Regions from separate parts of the Mus musculus genome. Here region 2 is linked to region 1. Evidence: chromatin contacts called from public Hi-C data. All regions are on one chromosome and are shown on one strand. The core of a region is the stretch at or near the end of the contact, and the rest is flanking DNA. Distances in the headings are between cores, read along the strand shown.

Region 1 (6,628 bases), core at 2,141-4,640:
CAACTGGAAAAGACAACCTTTGGGTTGGCAGACATCACTAGATGACCCAAGAATGCAAGAGATGATATCCACTGTGTTCATGGCCCCTCGCACTGAGTTTGACATCCAAGAACCATCCATTGAGCACAAAGAAAATGGGATGTTGGGTAGATAGATAGATAGATAGATAGATAGATAGATAGATAGATAGACAGATGGACAGAAGGAGAAATGGATAAATAAGGGGACAGAAGGAATAAATGATGGGGCAGTGGGAAGGGAGGGAGGAGAGGCTTGTGGGTAGATTATAATGGTTGAACTGGACAGCAAGTGACGTACCTTCATACTGTGAAGAGAGATGGAAGGTGATAAATTGTGAATGGATGGTTAGAAGAGAGGGATGGAGAGATAGACAGCTGGAGACATTGATGAGTGGGAGGAACAGATGGGGGCATGGATGTACAGCTGAGTGTGTGAATTGGTGGGATGAATGGCTAGTGAGTGGGCAGATGGAGGATGGATGGATTTGTGGATGGGTGTGCCAATGGGTGGATGTGTGCATGGGTTGGATAGAGTGAGTGAGTGAGTGGATGGTTATGACCAGATGGATGGGTTGGTGGATGAAGAGTGGATATATATATATCCATACATATATATATATATGGATGGGTGGATGGATGGGTAGATAGATAGATGGGTGGGTAGATGGATGGATGGGTGGATGGATGCATGGATGGATGAATGATGGGTGGGTGGATGGATGGATGGATGGGTAGATGGGTGGGTGGGTGGATGGATTGGTGGGTAGGTAGATGGATGGATGGATAGATAGATGGGTGGATGGATAGATGGATGGATGGGTGGGTGGATACATGGGTGGATGGATGGATGGATGGATGGATGGATGGATGGATGGAAGAATTGATGGATGGGTGGATGGGCAGATGAAGGGTAGGTGGGTGGATGGATGGATGGATGGATGGTGAATAGATAGAGTGAGAGATCAACTCCAGAGAGGCTGGTGGCTCACAGAAAGACTCTCACAAAGTCAAAGAAGTAGTCAGAAGCTCCAGCTTCCTGTCTGCTCGCTGTTGTGACCACAAGCACCTGGGGTGGACCGTGCATTAGGGTAGGTCCTGGGCACTGTTGGTAACAACTGCTCAGACTGAGGCCAATCCCCAGACTAAGATTTGACTTGACCTACCCCTGAGGTCCTCTCCCTTATCCTGTAAGCATGCACAGTGTATCCTGTCACTCCTCAAGGACACTGTTGCTCATTTTCAGTCACTCCACATGCCAGGCATTAATTTTATTCCTACCCCTCTGGAAGAGTAAACTAGAACCCAGAGAATACAAGCCACTTATTCTTGGCCTTCTGCAAAGACAGAGGTGAGGCTAGGTTCCAGCCTTTGCCCTCAGTGGCTGATTTTTAACTGCACAAAGGTGGTCACTCCCACAGCAGCATGTAAAGAGAACAGACCTACAGGCTCACCCCAACTTCAGGAACAGAACCTGGGCTTCTCTGACCCCAAGCCAAGACCAAGCATAATCTGGCAGTAGACAGAGCACAACCCTGGGCAGAACCAGACTATACATGGTATTGAACATGTTGCCTTGCCTCCCCACACCTCAGTTTGCTCTTCTTTAAAATGGGTCTGGTAATGGGGAAGATCTTCCCCCAACCATGTACTTTTGTTCCAGCTCTGACCCCAGCTGGCTCTTTCTGGTGACTCATCTGCCCGATGCTCTCAACACCTACCCTTACTAATCGATGACTGCAGTGATGGACTTCCAGCAGTGTGCTGGAAGTGGGGAGGCCACCAACAGCCAGGAGGAGCCACCAAGTCTCACCCCAGAGGTAGCCATCTTGGTTGAGGGGAAGAATCATGTTTGGGTGATTTGATTTTCAACTCAGGCCTGGTCTTGAATTCATCCATCTTATCACTTCCTGGCTGAGTGGCTTTGGTGAGGTTGACCCTCTGAGGGCATCCAGGGGAGATATCGATCACTTCTACCACTGCCGATCATTATGACTTTAAAACAGAGACCACACCAGAGTCCGGTGAGCCATGGGTGTTTACAAGCCTTTCTATCCTCATCTCCAAGGAGGAAGCCGGCACTTGTGTCTCTCCTCCATGTTTCTGTATTCCTGCTTTATGCTTCTATTCCTCAGGGGTTACTGGATGGCCTGCTGCTAGCCCTCTAGAGGAGGACCCAGGTCTTCTGCATGTCCTTCTCAAATCCCCACTTCCTGAGACCTGATATGAACTGGGGGTCTCTCCATCACCTGATAATCTGAGCTTCAAGCAAAGAGCATCCCAAGAGTAAATGAGTGACAGGGGCATTTGGAACCAGGACCAGAATAGTCCTCCTTCGCTCCTCCCACCTCCAATGCTCCCCTCCCCTACGTTGTTTTCAGAGATTCCCAGTCTCTCCACTCTGCTAAAGACATCCCCCCCCCCACCCCCAATTGCTACAACCTTCTTTCCATCTGCTCCCTGCTTGAGCGGAGTGGCAAGGTGGAGTGGGGGAGGGGAGGGCTTCTAACTTGGGGTGAGGGGCCTGGGAAGCCAGCTGGGGCTGTGAGACTCAGCAGAACAAGGAGAGCTGTCTCCCTTGGTGTGAGGTATCTTCCAGTTGGCCCTTGGCCAATGCCTGGCTATAAGTGGCTTCTTGTCTTCCTCACCCACTGCGCCCCGTCTCCTCTGTTTGTGGAAGAAAGACACGCTGCTAGAGAATCTCAACTGGACAGAGGCCGCCAGAGGATGGGCCTGGAACCAAAGCTTCCACTGGCGGGGGAGGGAAACGGGGCTTCGGCTCTGGAAGCCTGGCGGATCTGCAGAGCGCTGTTGAGAGTGCTAATGTAGCTGAAATCATAACATGGACCCAGGAGTCTGTGGCTGGGCGTTTCCAGGGTGAAGAACCACTTGGTATCAGACAGAGGATCCTGTGGTCCTGTGCATTGGTCCAACAATGTCCCTGGATGCAGTCGGTGTGGCTTCCTAGGTCACTGGGACTCTCTGTGGAAGCACCAATGCATTTGGCGGATAGGGGAGGGAAAGGTGGATGCGGGTGGGGACCTCAGGGGCCAGAGAGGGCTGTATAGTGGGGATACAGGTCAGGCTGTTCGCCGACTGGGTTCGCAAGGACACATCGGGCGCTCTTCCGCCTCGTCTGACCGTCCCAGCATCCGCAAAAAGAGTAGGGACCCTGAGCCCACCCGGGACCGGGCGATATCACTAACTTCTCAGGGCCTAAGGGCCAGGCTGCCCCCGGAACGGCCCTCGGCCGCCTCCTCGCGCTCACTTCCCTCGCTCGCTCGCTGGTTCGCTCTCTCTCTCTCTCCTGCTCCCTCTCTCGCTCGGGCACCAGCCCCCGCCCTCCGCTCGCTCGCCGCCCGCGGCTCCTCCTCACTCGTCCGTCGCCCGCGCCCGGTGCAGCTCGGCCAGAGCCACGGCGAGCTGCGCGTCCGCCAGGAGCCGCTGCCCTGATCCTACTGCCCAGATCCCTCTGCCTGGATCCCATTGCCTGAACCCCGCTGCACCAATCCCTCTGTCTGTCTGGACCTCGGTCTGGGATCCGGCTGCTTGGAGCCTTCTGTCCATCTCTCTCTCTCTCCCTGGATAGCACTGCCTGATTCCGGCTGCTCGAATCCTTCTGCCCGGACTCCACCGCACGGATCCCTCTGCCTGGACCGACCACACGGATCTCTCTGCGCCGACCCCAGCTCCGTAGCTACGATGCCCGTGGCACGGCCACAAGCCGCGGGACCCGACAGGATCTCTCTGTTCCTTGTCGCCTTCCTTCTGGGGAGCCCCGCGGCAGCTCAGGCGGAAGGTAAGCACCCCGAGGGCCCCGGCCCAAAGAGGGTAAAGTTGTTGCGGCTGACCCGAGCAGTCGGGGGTCTCGACTGGTCTGGGAACACACGCGCCACCCGCGGGACCGCCCGGATACCGGGCTGGGCACCTCGTCCCTGCCGGAGCGCGGAGGCGGGGACGCATCTGAAGGACTCTCGCCTTAGGCTGCGGGTCCTTCGTCGGTCTCTGGGCTCCCGTTTGCAGTCTGGAGACGCTTCCGGGAGAAGCTCTTGGGAGTGGGGTCCTCTCCAAACCTTCAGATTCTGGAAGCTCTCTGCAACTGCACCCGGGGCTGGCTGCCAGGTTATTCTGCCAGGCTCTGTGGAAGAGGATAGGTATAGGAAGCGGACAGCTGACTGCCTGTCTCCAGAACCAGACTCCCTCCCATCCCACCATCCCACGCTGTCTCGGACTATCCGGAGGGGCTGTCTCCTGGATAGGTCCCAGCCAGGTGTCAGGAAATTGGACTTGGGTGTGGCTTCTTCGGATGGAGGAGAGCTCAAGGCTCCCAGAACTTGGTGAGAAGAGAGATATTAGAACCCCAGGGGCTTGGCCCCCTTTATCCCTCTACAGCTTCATCGATATTAGGAGTGAAGAGAGGGTGCTGGTGAAACCCACGTGCTTGCTGCTTAGGAAGGGAAGGGGGTCTGAGTTTATGGAGATTGTCGAGATTGTCGGTTCCTTCACCTGCCTGGAGTCACACCTTTGCTCCACCCTGCTAGGGTCCCAGGAAGTTACAGTGAGATGCTGAGGTGAAGAGAAGAGGGAGGCAAATAACTCACCCAAAGCTGATCCCACCCCCAGCCACCAGAGCTAAAGACACCAGGAGAGCCCACGGTGTCAGCTATTGGGGTTGGATCACTTAACCTCTCATTCTCTTGGCAAGGTGTGACTCTTGTTTCCTCCCGTGGTAACTTACAAAACAAAGCTTGGAGCCTGCCTGAGCTGACCACAGCATGGAGCGCTTACCCCACTCCCCAGCACCCCCGTCCATCTGGAGTTCTGTATAATTGAGGTTTTCTTGATGATCTGGAGTTCTGAGGACAGAGAAGCATTGCCGCTTCGCCGCGGGGAATTCTGGGCCCCTGAGTTCAGCACCAGAGGCCCCGGACAGCTCTCAGCTCCAGGCCCTAGCTCTGGGTCCCATCACTTCGTTGTGGCCTGGAGTACCCTCAGCATACATCAGACATTATATCCCCAATCTCTTGGACCCAGAAATGGGAGCGATGGGCATGATTTGCCTCCTCTATTTAACAAAACATGTCATTGAGAACACCCCCTCCCCTTGTGAGACAGTGGTATTTCCAATTTACACCAGGTCTGGGCAGTTTCCCTAGGAAAGATGGGAAAAGAGATTTGGTTTAAATCAATGGTCTCTACCCAGCGTGCCTTTTCTTAATTAGCTGTCTCTTTCCAACAATAACGTGGTGGCCTTGAACTGAATCCAGATTGCCCTGCCCCAGCTCTTAAATCTGTGTGTGTGTGTGTGTGTGTGTGTGTGTGTGTGTGCCTGCCACTCCACAAGCAGAACTCAAAGATGCCCAGAGGCTCACCATCTTTTCTAAAGTGGCCCTACCTCTGAGTTTGACATTCTCTAAGGCACCACCCTTGGCATGGGGTGGGGTCTTAATGGCATATAGGAAAATGTCACCCAAGATCAGGATCCTGTATCCTGATTCCTCAGTGTGTGCCAGAGTGTAGGAGGGAAGGCAGGATGTGTGCATTTGTGATGTCAATTTTTAGACATTTTATATTTTGCAACTGCTCCACACCACGCGGCTAGTGAGCATATATTTTTAATTAACTTCAGGTCACTGCCAAATTAAAGTCCACGATACACTTCATCCAAAGGCTCGTTACTAACCATGGGGTTCTGACTGAGTCATAAGAAGGGAGCCAGGGTGGCCCATGGGCACTGCCAGTTCTCATGGTCCATTTGGAAACAATTGATCTTCCGCAATAAATTCTATTTTTAACCGGCAGCTCTTATCCACAAACCAGAGAGGAGAGGCATCAGAGGAGCCCAGTGTTGCAGACTTGTCTTCCTGCATGCAGTGTGAGGGGTGGGAACTTGTTGCAGGCTGTGCATTCTCTGGGCCGTTTTGATGGGAATAAAGTGTAGCTTGTCTTTTTTAAGAGGACCCCTATTGCCTAAGACATGCATGGGAGAGCAATGCACGCACACGCCGAGACTGCAAAGCCTGCCGTTCCTTTTCTTTTCCCCTTGGATTAACAAAGCAAATCCAGTATCTCTCAGTAAGACTCTAATTTGTTGCCTCCCCTAGCCTCTGACATGTGGTGAGATGTATCGTTGTTACGTCGGCCTTAAGTGTGCTTTTCTATGTGCCGTTCTGTTTCAAAGAGTTTTGGCTGCCCCCACCAGGGACTACCCGAGACAAACTTAAAAGATTCTTCTTTTATTCACACAGTTCTGCTGGTCATTAGGAAACCATATCGACTTCCTTTCTTTCTTCTTTCAAGGCATAAAAAAGGATGTTTCCCGAACAATTTGGTTTGTGACTTTTGGTTAGGAGTCCGTTCCTGCAAGCCATTCAAAGGAGCGCAATACACAAGGCTCTCCTGTGTGCCAGTTGATGGCTGCGTGGCAGGCCCATACTGCATGCCTCCACGAGGGGCGCTCAAAGCTGCAGCTGGGCAGGAAGGAGGCAGACACGTGTATGTCCTGTTGAAAGCTAGGATGGTTCTCAGCCTGGTGGTCTGTGCACCTGGCTTCACTCCCTGCCACTGGAGGTATCTGGTCCTTATGTCACAGGGAGAGATTACTGTCAGCT
Region 2 (6,628 bases), core at 2,300-4,799, 580 kb before region 1:
GGGAACCTTAGTTGGGGTTCCCGCCTGGAAGGGCTCTGAGGGTACCTCGTTTTGACTGAGACAGATCTGTGTGTCCTGGGCTTGTCCCCTCTCTAGCTCACTCTTTCCTCCCTGGTGGGACTAAGGGGACCGACCCAAATGAACCAGGGACTCACTGTAGTGTTTGGGTTTTCTAGAACTATTGCTACTGAGTTAAAAATTCCCAGAAGGGAAAGTTTGGAAAAGTGTTATTTTTTTCCTTTCTTTCTGAATATTTGCAGATACTTGAGATACTTGCCACACAGATTTTCCTGAGCTAAAATGTAGCTTTTGGAAACATTGTCTCTCTTAGCGTTGCCCGCCAAAGCCCTCGTGGAATGGCTGGAAAATGGGTGTTTTACAGTTCCTGATGCCCTCAGATCACCGGGAAACAAACCCCTCCCAGGCATTTATTGATTAACTTTCCTTGTTTGTTATTATTATTATTATTATTATTATTACAAATGTAAGCTACAGATGATGCACAGAACACTTGGAATGCGCCAGAACCTAAGGAGAGAGAGGAACTAACCGTTGGCTCCTGTTTTTCCTTTCCTTTCCTTTCCTTTCCTTTCCTTTCCTTTCCTTTCCTTTCCTTTCCTTTCTTTTCTTTTCTTTTCTTTTTAAGACAGTTTCATTCTGTAGCCCACGTTGGCCTGGAACTCTTGGGTATCCCCCTGCCTCAGCCACCCAAACAGTAGAGGTTTATGCCACATGCCCTGCTTATTTATATTTTGAAGTCTGCAGCCCCTAGGGTCCCAGTGCTCAGCTGTGTTTTGGTGCCAGGGCAGGGAGGTGGCCAAGAGACAGTGCCCGCTTCCACGCGCACATGGGCAAATAGCTGTGGTCATGTGTTCATACCCACCGACAGCGGCAGTGGCAATTTTGAGGTCAAGTTTGACACTCTGAACACAGCATAAACAAGATGCTTTGGGGATTTCCTTAGGGGGCTTTGAATGTGGTTGTATGTTGGCATGCATGATGGAGCGTGGTGCTGTGGCAGACATGGTCTTCTGGGATGTGAAGTCTGTCAGAGTCTGCCAAGATAGCCCTGGGGGATCTAAGAAGGGGTTGGGGGAGGGTGTGCTGGGCAGAAGAACTGGGAGCAAGGAGGTTTGAGCATACACAGCAAGTTTCACCACAGGAATACAGACAGCCTAGCCTGTCTGAGGTCTGTGAACAGCCTCAGTTCCTTGAACCAAAAGAAAAGCTGGGAGGACAGGTAGTTTAGGTCTTCTGTGGGTGTGGCATGGTAGAACTCTATAGTCACCTGGGCCCTACTGCTGGCTCCTGGCTATGGAAACCACCTGCAGTATCTCTGTCCCACCAAGTCACTAGACTCTGGCCAGCACAGGTGTCTGAAACCACGGCTTAGGACCAGCCCTCCGCCTACAGAGTTAAGCTGGACACGCCTAACCCATGTCCTCCGTGGGAAGCCTGGAAATGTGGGAGACCCACGGGCTGCAGCTTAGCTTCCTCATCTGCAGAGCGGGCTGTACAACCTCTCACACTTCCGTCTCACAATTCCTCCAGGCCCTCACTTACATCTGCAGCCCAGGGCCACTCTGAGACTGCTAGGGCTTCCTTTTCTCAGTGACCCAGTGTCAGGTTCAGAGAGGCCGTCTAGCGGGGCCTCAGCAGGGAGCCAAGGAGGGTAGTGTGCCCTCTGCCTCTCCCCAGATGGTACATGGCTGTTGTCATCCTGTGGGCGCTTGGATGGCTGTCTTCCCATCTCTGCACTCATTCCCCAGGTCACCACCCACCCTGCTCCGTGCCTCTGTATAATCTGACTTTAGATTGCACCTATTACTGAGATCATGCAGTGTGAGGCTCTTACCTAATTTGGTGTCTTTTGTGTTCATCCATGATGCTGTGAGTGGCGAAGGCTGTGTAGTGTTTCATTGTGTGTGCATGCAAGCATGTGCGTGGTGCAGCCTGGTGACCTGTCTGTCCACTTAGATTGCTTGGCTGTGACCTCTCTCGCTTTGATGAGCAAGGAGGCATGTGTGGTCTCCTGTGGAGCATGGGAGTCATTTCCTTTGTGTGCATGCCCAGAGAGAGGATAGCTGCTCAGCATTTAATGCTCAGCATTGCTGTGTGCACAGAGGAGGCGTCCGGGAACACCGAGGTGCAGCCTTCCGGCAGAGAACTGGAACACAGGGGCTGGCGAGCACTGGCTGCTCCCTCGGAAGCCCCACATGGAGGGAGGCTCACCACCATCTGTAACTCCAGTTCCAAAGGATCCTTCACCATCGTCTGGCTTCCATCCACAATGCAATGCACACACAATGTGCGCTCGTGTGCACACACACACACACATAAACATAAAACAAGTCAGTAGTTGGAAGGACTGGGAAGGGACTCAGCTGGCTTGTCTGGCACACGTGCAGTCAGCTCTGGGTTCCCTCCCCAGCACTGTACAAGCCGTATGTGGCCTTGGTGACACGCACCCCTGAGCTCAGCTGGGGAGGACAGGAGGATTAGGAGTTCAAAGTCATCCTCAGGTACATAGCAAGTTAGAGGCCAGCCTGAGCTACATGACATAGCTCCCTCTATTCCCTCTGTCCCCTTCCAAGCAAGCAGGGGATCATCTGTATGAGCTCACTGCTGTGAAACTCCAGACTGGATTCTGAGCTCTGGGAGGCCTAACTTGCCCTCCTGGGGATGCTTGACAGTCTGTCTGGAGATATTTTTGGTTGCCTTAACTGGGGGTGGAGGGTGGGGACTGGTACTTGTGGTATGTTGTGGATAGAGGCCAAGGGTGCTGCTCGATGCTGTACAAGGTGGGGCAGCCTCCTTCCAATCCCTTAGCACCATCAGGACCAGTCATGACCAACACATCAAGGGAAATGCTGAGGGGAGGACTCATCAATGAAGATAGGGGAGGATTGACTCATGGGTAGCTGAAGGGAGGACTCAAGGGTAGCTGAGGGGAGGACTCCTGGGAAGCTGAAGGGAGGACTCATGGGAGGACTGCTCCATTCAAAGGCTATGTTTCCCCATGGCATCTCTAGCAGGATCCCAGTCTGCACTTTACTGTTTACTGTTTTATGTGGGAATCCACAACAGGGCCTCACAACCGCCCACTGACCAAGTGAGTCCTGGTTGTGAGCTCACATGCTCTTGTGTGTGCTCACTGACATGGGCAGTCACATCTTTAAAGTGCTCGTGTTAGGCCGGGAGGGGGGGGGGTGAGCCTGTGTCATCCCTGCCTCTCAGGAGGCTGAGGCAGGAGGATCAAAAGTTCAAGGCTTGCTGGGGCCACAGAGTGAGTTCAAGCCTCAGTAACTCAGTTTCTGTCTCAAAACTGAAAATGTGGAGGAGAGGGTTGTGGATTTGGCTCAGGAGAAGAGCTCGTGCCCAACATCCATGAGGCCTGGGTTCCATCCTGGTACCACAGACAGACATCTCAGTAAGTAAGCGCAGGGTCTGATGGCCGTGCTCCCTCCTGTCCTCGGCCTTGATTAATCACCCAGTCCAGTCCTTCCAGCTTGAGCAGGATTTTGCTCTCTGGTGTTCCCCGTGCCCTTTAACCTCAGCACTCTCAGATCTTTCTCAAGATTTCTCAGTCTTCCTCAGGTCCCCGGGTGGCCTGGCCAGGAGTGGCTATGGCAGATGTCTGCAAAGGGGCCATTTGTAGGGCTGTGGGGCTGTCTGCCTGTGGGTAGCTTCCTGCCTACAGCCTGGTCTTGCACACAGCCCCGGAGATGAGGCCCCCACCCCCACCCCCACCCCCCACCCCCAGCTCCTGGGCCTGCCCTGCATCAGCTGGGAAGTGGGAGGGGATTGAGTTTCTGTCACCCTGTCATTAGTAACCAGAGCTGGTGGCTTCCTCTTCTGGGGCTCTTTGGAGTCACTTAATCTTGCTGATGAGATAAGCCAGGTAGACAGACCCTCCTTGGGTCCGTGTGTCTGCTGCTGGGCGTCTGACTGGACGCTGTAGCCCCTGCTGTTCTTCTGAGCCCTTTCGAAGTCTCCTGGCACGAACCTCATGGGTCTCGTGGGCAACTCAGGCCATCCCCACCCTAGCCACTGTGAGCAGATCTCTGCAGTACCTGCATTTTGCAGCTGAGGGGAACTGAAGCCTGTGAGGTTTGGTATCTTATTCAAGGCCCCCACTGGGACGTGTCAGAGTCAGTATGTAAAGCCCTGGTCCCATTTCAACCACTTCTAGGCACTGAATGGGAACTCAGAGGCTGCCAGGGTTAAGGTGGCGTGGCAAGCTCTGGTGAAGCCCATATGGAGTGCATAAGCTTTCAGGATGACGTAGATGGCACCAGGGACCCCCTGGGTGTTGGTGGGAAGAAGGCCTGGCCTGCAATGTGGCTCTAGCCATTCCTGACGGGGAAGTCACACAACTGCTCTGAATTTCTGCTTCCTTGTCTGTGGCTTGGGCTAGCAATTGTAGGACTGGTTAGGGGCTGGGCTTTGGGGAACAGCCGTGTTCAGATGCACTTTGGAAGAGATGGAACACCCCCCTACCCCCACCCCCCACACACCTCTCACTATTCCTGACCTATCCAGCTTGCGGTGAGGCCTGGGGATGGTCCTCAGTGGGTCCCTCAGCTTGCTCAGGAAGCTGTAGGCCCACAGAGCTGCATGGTGGGAGCCCAGGACAGTAGGAACACAACACATAATAGGGAAACCAAGGCAGCCCATGCTGCAAGGGCCGTGCCTGGTCTGGGGGGCGGGCGGGGTCACTGTCTGTGGAATGCTGGGGACAAGCTGCCCGCTTCCCACTGTGGTGGCCAAGTTTGGCCTGTCCACATTCCACCCCACTAGCAGAGCTTGTTCTTTCGATGGAAAATGTCTAAATGTAGCTGGCTTGGCTCTCATCCCCCCCCCCCGTCCTCCCCCCCCGCAATCCCCCGGCATTCTTGTGAAGTGTTTGCTTAGCCATGGCCCTCTGCAGCCTGTGGCCTCTTCCTGGTGATGACGTCGGTAATAACAGTCTCAGAGAAGCCTGCAAGACGCCCCCCCCCATGGTCTCCACATGTGATTCATCAGTGCTCACAACAGCCCTAAAGTGGATGCTGTCATTGTTATTAAATACATGGAGAAACTGAGGCTCTGGGAGATCCAGTAACTCCTTAATATTCAGGGAGAGGCTGAGCTGGGGTTTGAACCAGGGAGGTATAAAAAAAAGTTAAATTTGGTGACTGTGCCGTTCCACCATGCTGGAAGGGCCATGTGTGGAAGGTCACCTCCGTCATGGCCACGCTGCTCAGTGGGTGCTCAGGAGATGTGAGCACTGTCCATGCATTTGAGTCACAGATGGCCAAGGGCTGCCTGCTGCTTGCTGACAACCCTGGAACATGTTGCTGCTTCTGCCGTGGCCCTGGTCGAGGTTCTGGGTCTCACTTCTTACCCTGCTAAGGCCCCGGTTTAGCCTTGCTCACTGAGGTCTGTGGCTGAAATGGAAGAACTGGCTATTTCCAGTCCTAGCCCTGCACAGAGGTTTAAGCCACAGGACGTGAGTCACTGAGGTTTTCAGATTGGCTAGAGTGTGGGTTTTCAAGTCTGGGTCTCAGGCTTTTGGTCCTGGCTGGTTCACTTCTTAGTGCACCACAGGGGCCTCGGCCCACCCTTCATCTCTAGAACCTCAGTGGTGTTATCTGTAGAATGGGGTTAGTACCTCAGCTTCCTCTTGGGCTTCCTGAGGAGCTGGTGAGGTGGTACAAACAAGGCCCTGTGCACAGTGGGTGCTGGGTAAATGATAGCAGTCACAGTGGGTGCTGGGTAAGTGTTAGCAGTCACAGTGGGTGCTGGGTAAGTGTTAGTCCATGCCAGTGTGAGATTCTTAGGATAGTGTCAGTGCCACCTTGTACTCTGTGTGCGGGCTCCCTCAGCCAGCAGGATGGTCTACTTCAGCCAGTGGGGAGTTGAGCCAAGTCACAGACTTGAGGAAGTTGTGTCAGCAGGTGGGGTGTGCTGTGGAAAGGAAGGCAGAAGGCAGGATACTCAGCTGGGGATGACTGGGCTGGGCCAGGGGAGCCTCCTGAGAAGGTATGAAGGGAAGAGGGCAGCGGGCAAGGCTGGGAGGAAATGAAGCCCTACGAAGGGCCTGTTTGAAAGGAAAGACTGAGGTTAACCCAGAGCTGGTGATGGGAGGGAGTCGGCAGGTTAGCCAGGAGATGCTTGGTGTGTAGCCACTTTGAGGGCATTGCTAGGACCTTGAGGTCACTGGAGCCTCAGGGGAGAACACTCAGTACTGAACTATATACAGTTTGGGCTTTGAAAGGAAGTCTGGCTGCCATGCAAGGAGACAGGAGGTTGTGGGGAGACCCCAGGCCAAACTAAGACAGTCAGGGAGACCACAAGGGGCCCCTGGACATTCAGTATCCTTGAAGTAAAAGCAGTGGACCCTGCTCTGAGGCTCCCACCCCTTGCGCATCCTTCCCATGGTATCCAATCCTAGGAAGAGGCACCCAGAGCCTTTTAATCAGGACAGATCTGCCAGTGGCTATAGCCCGGATTCAGCCACCTACACTGGTTGCTCCTTCTCTCTCTGTGACAGTCTCATGCCCACGTCGCCCAGGTGCGCATGTTGGATTCACACTCATCCAGTGGTCTAGCCTCCAGCTGCACTCCTAGCCCATGTTCCAGACTC

What was found. Hi-C and Micro-C count contacts between places; a contact is called where the count stands out from the background.
Region 2: a contact with region 1 is called in a Hi-C map of the N1E-115 cell line, with 4 times the contacts expected there. The contact joins the enhancer-like site here to the promoter of Sez6l in region 1. A contact is called at or near these places in 2 of 484 Hi-C or Micro-C datasets (the N1E-115 cell line and cerebellum) and 1 of 9 other capture datasets (embryonic stem cells).

What each region holds. Positions count from the first base shown.
Region 1 is chr5:112,573,960-112,580,587 of GRCm38.p6, reverse strand. It overlaps Sez6l (seizure related 6 homolog like), which reads left to right and starts at 3,390. Exons shown (of 17, transcript NM_001253916.1): 1 at 3,390-3,816. The coding sequence starts at 3,720.
Region 2 is chr5:113,156,057-113,162,684 of GRCm38.p6, reverse strand. The region is part of intron 6 of 2900026A02Rik (RIKEN cDNA 2900026A02 gene); the gene reads left to right. Among named protein-coding and RNA genes, the nearest start is that of Gm42161, 14 kb to the right of the region's middle. Within about 2 kb of position 3,549, at least 38 of the 459 cell types and tissues checked have an H3K27ac peak or open chromatin away from gene starts, as enhancers often do. A contact at or near this core is called in the N1E-115 cell line, where this site is marked.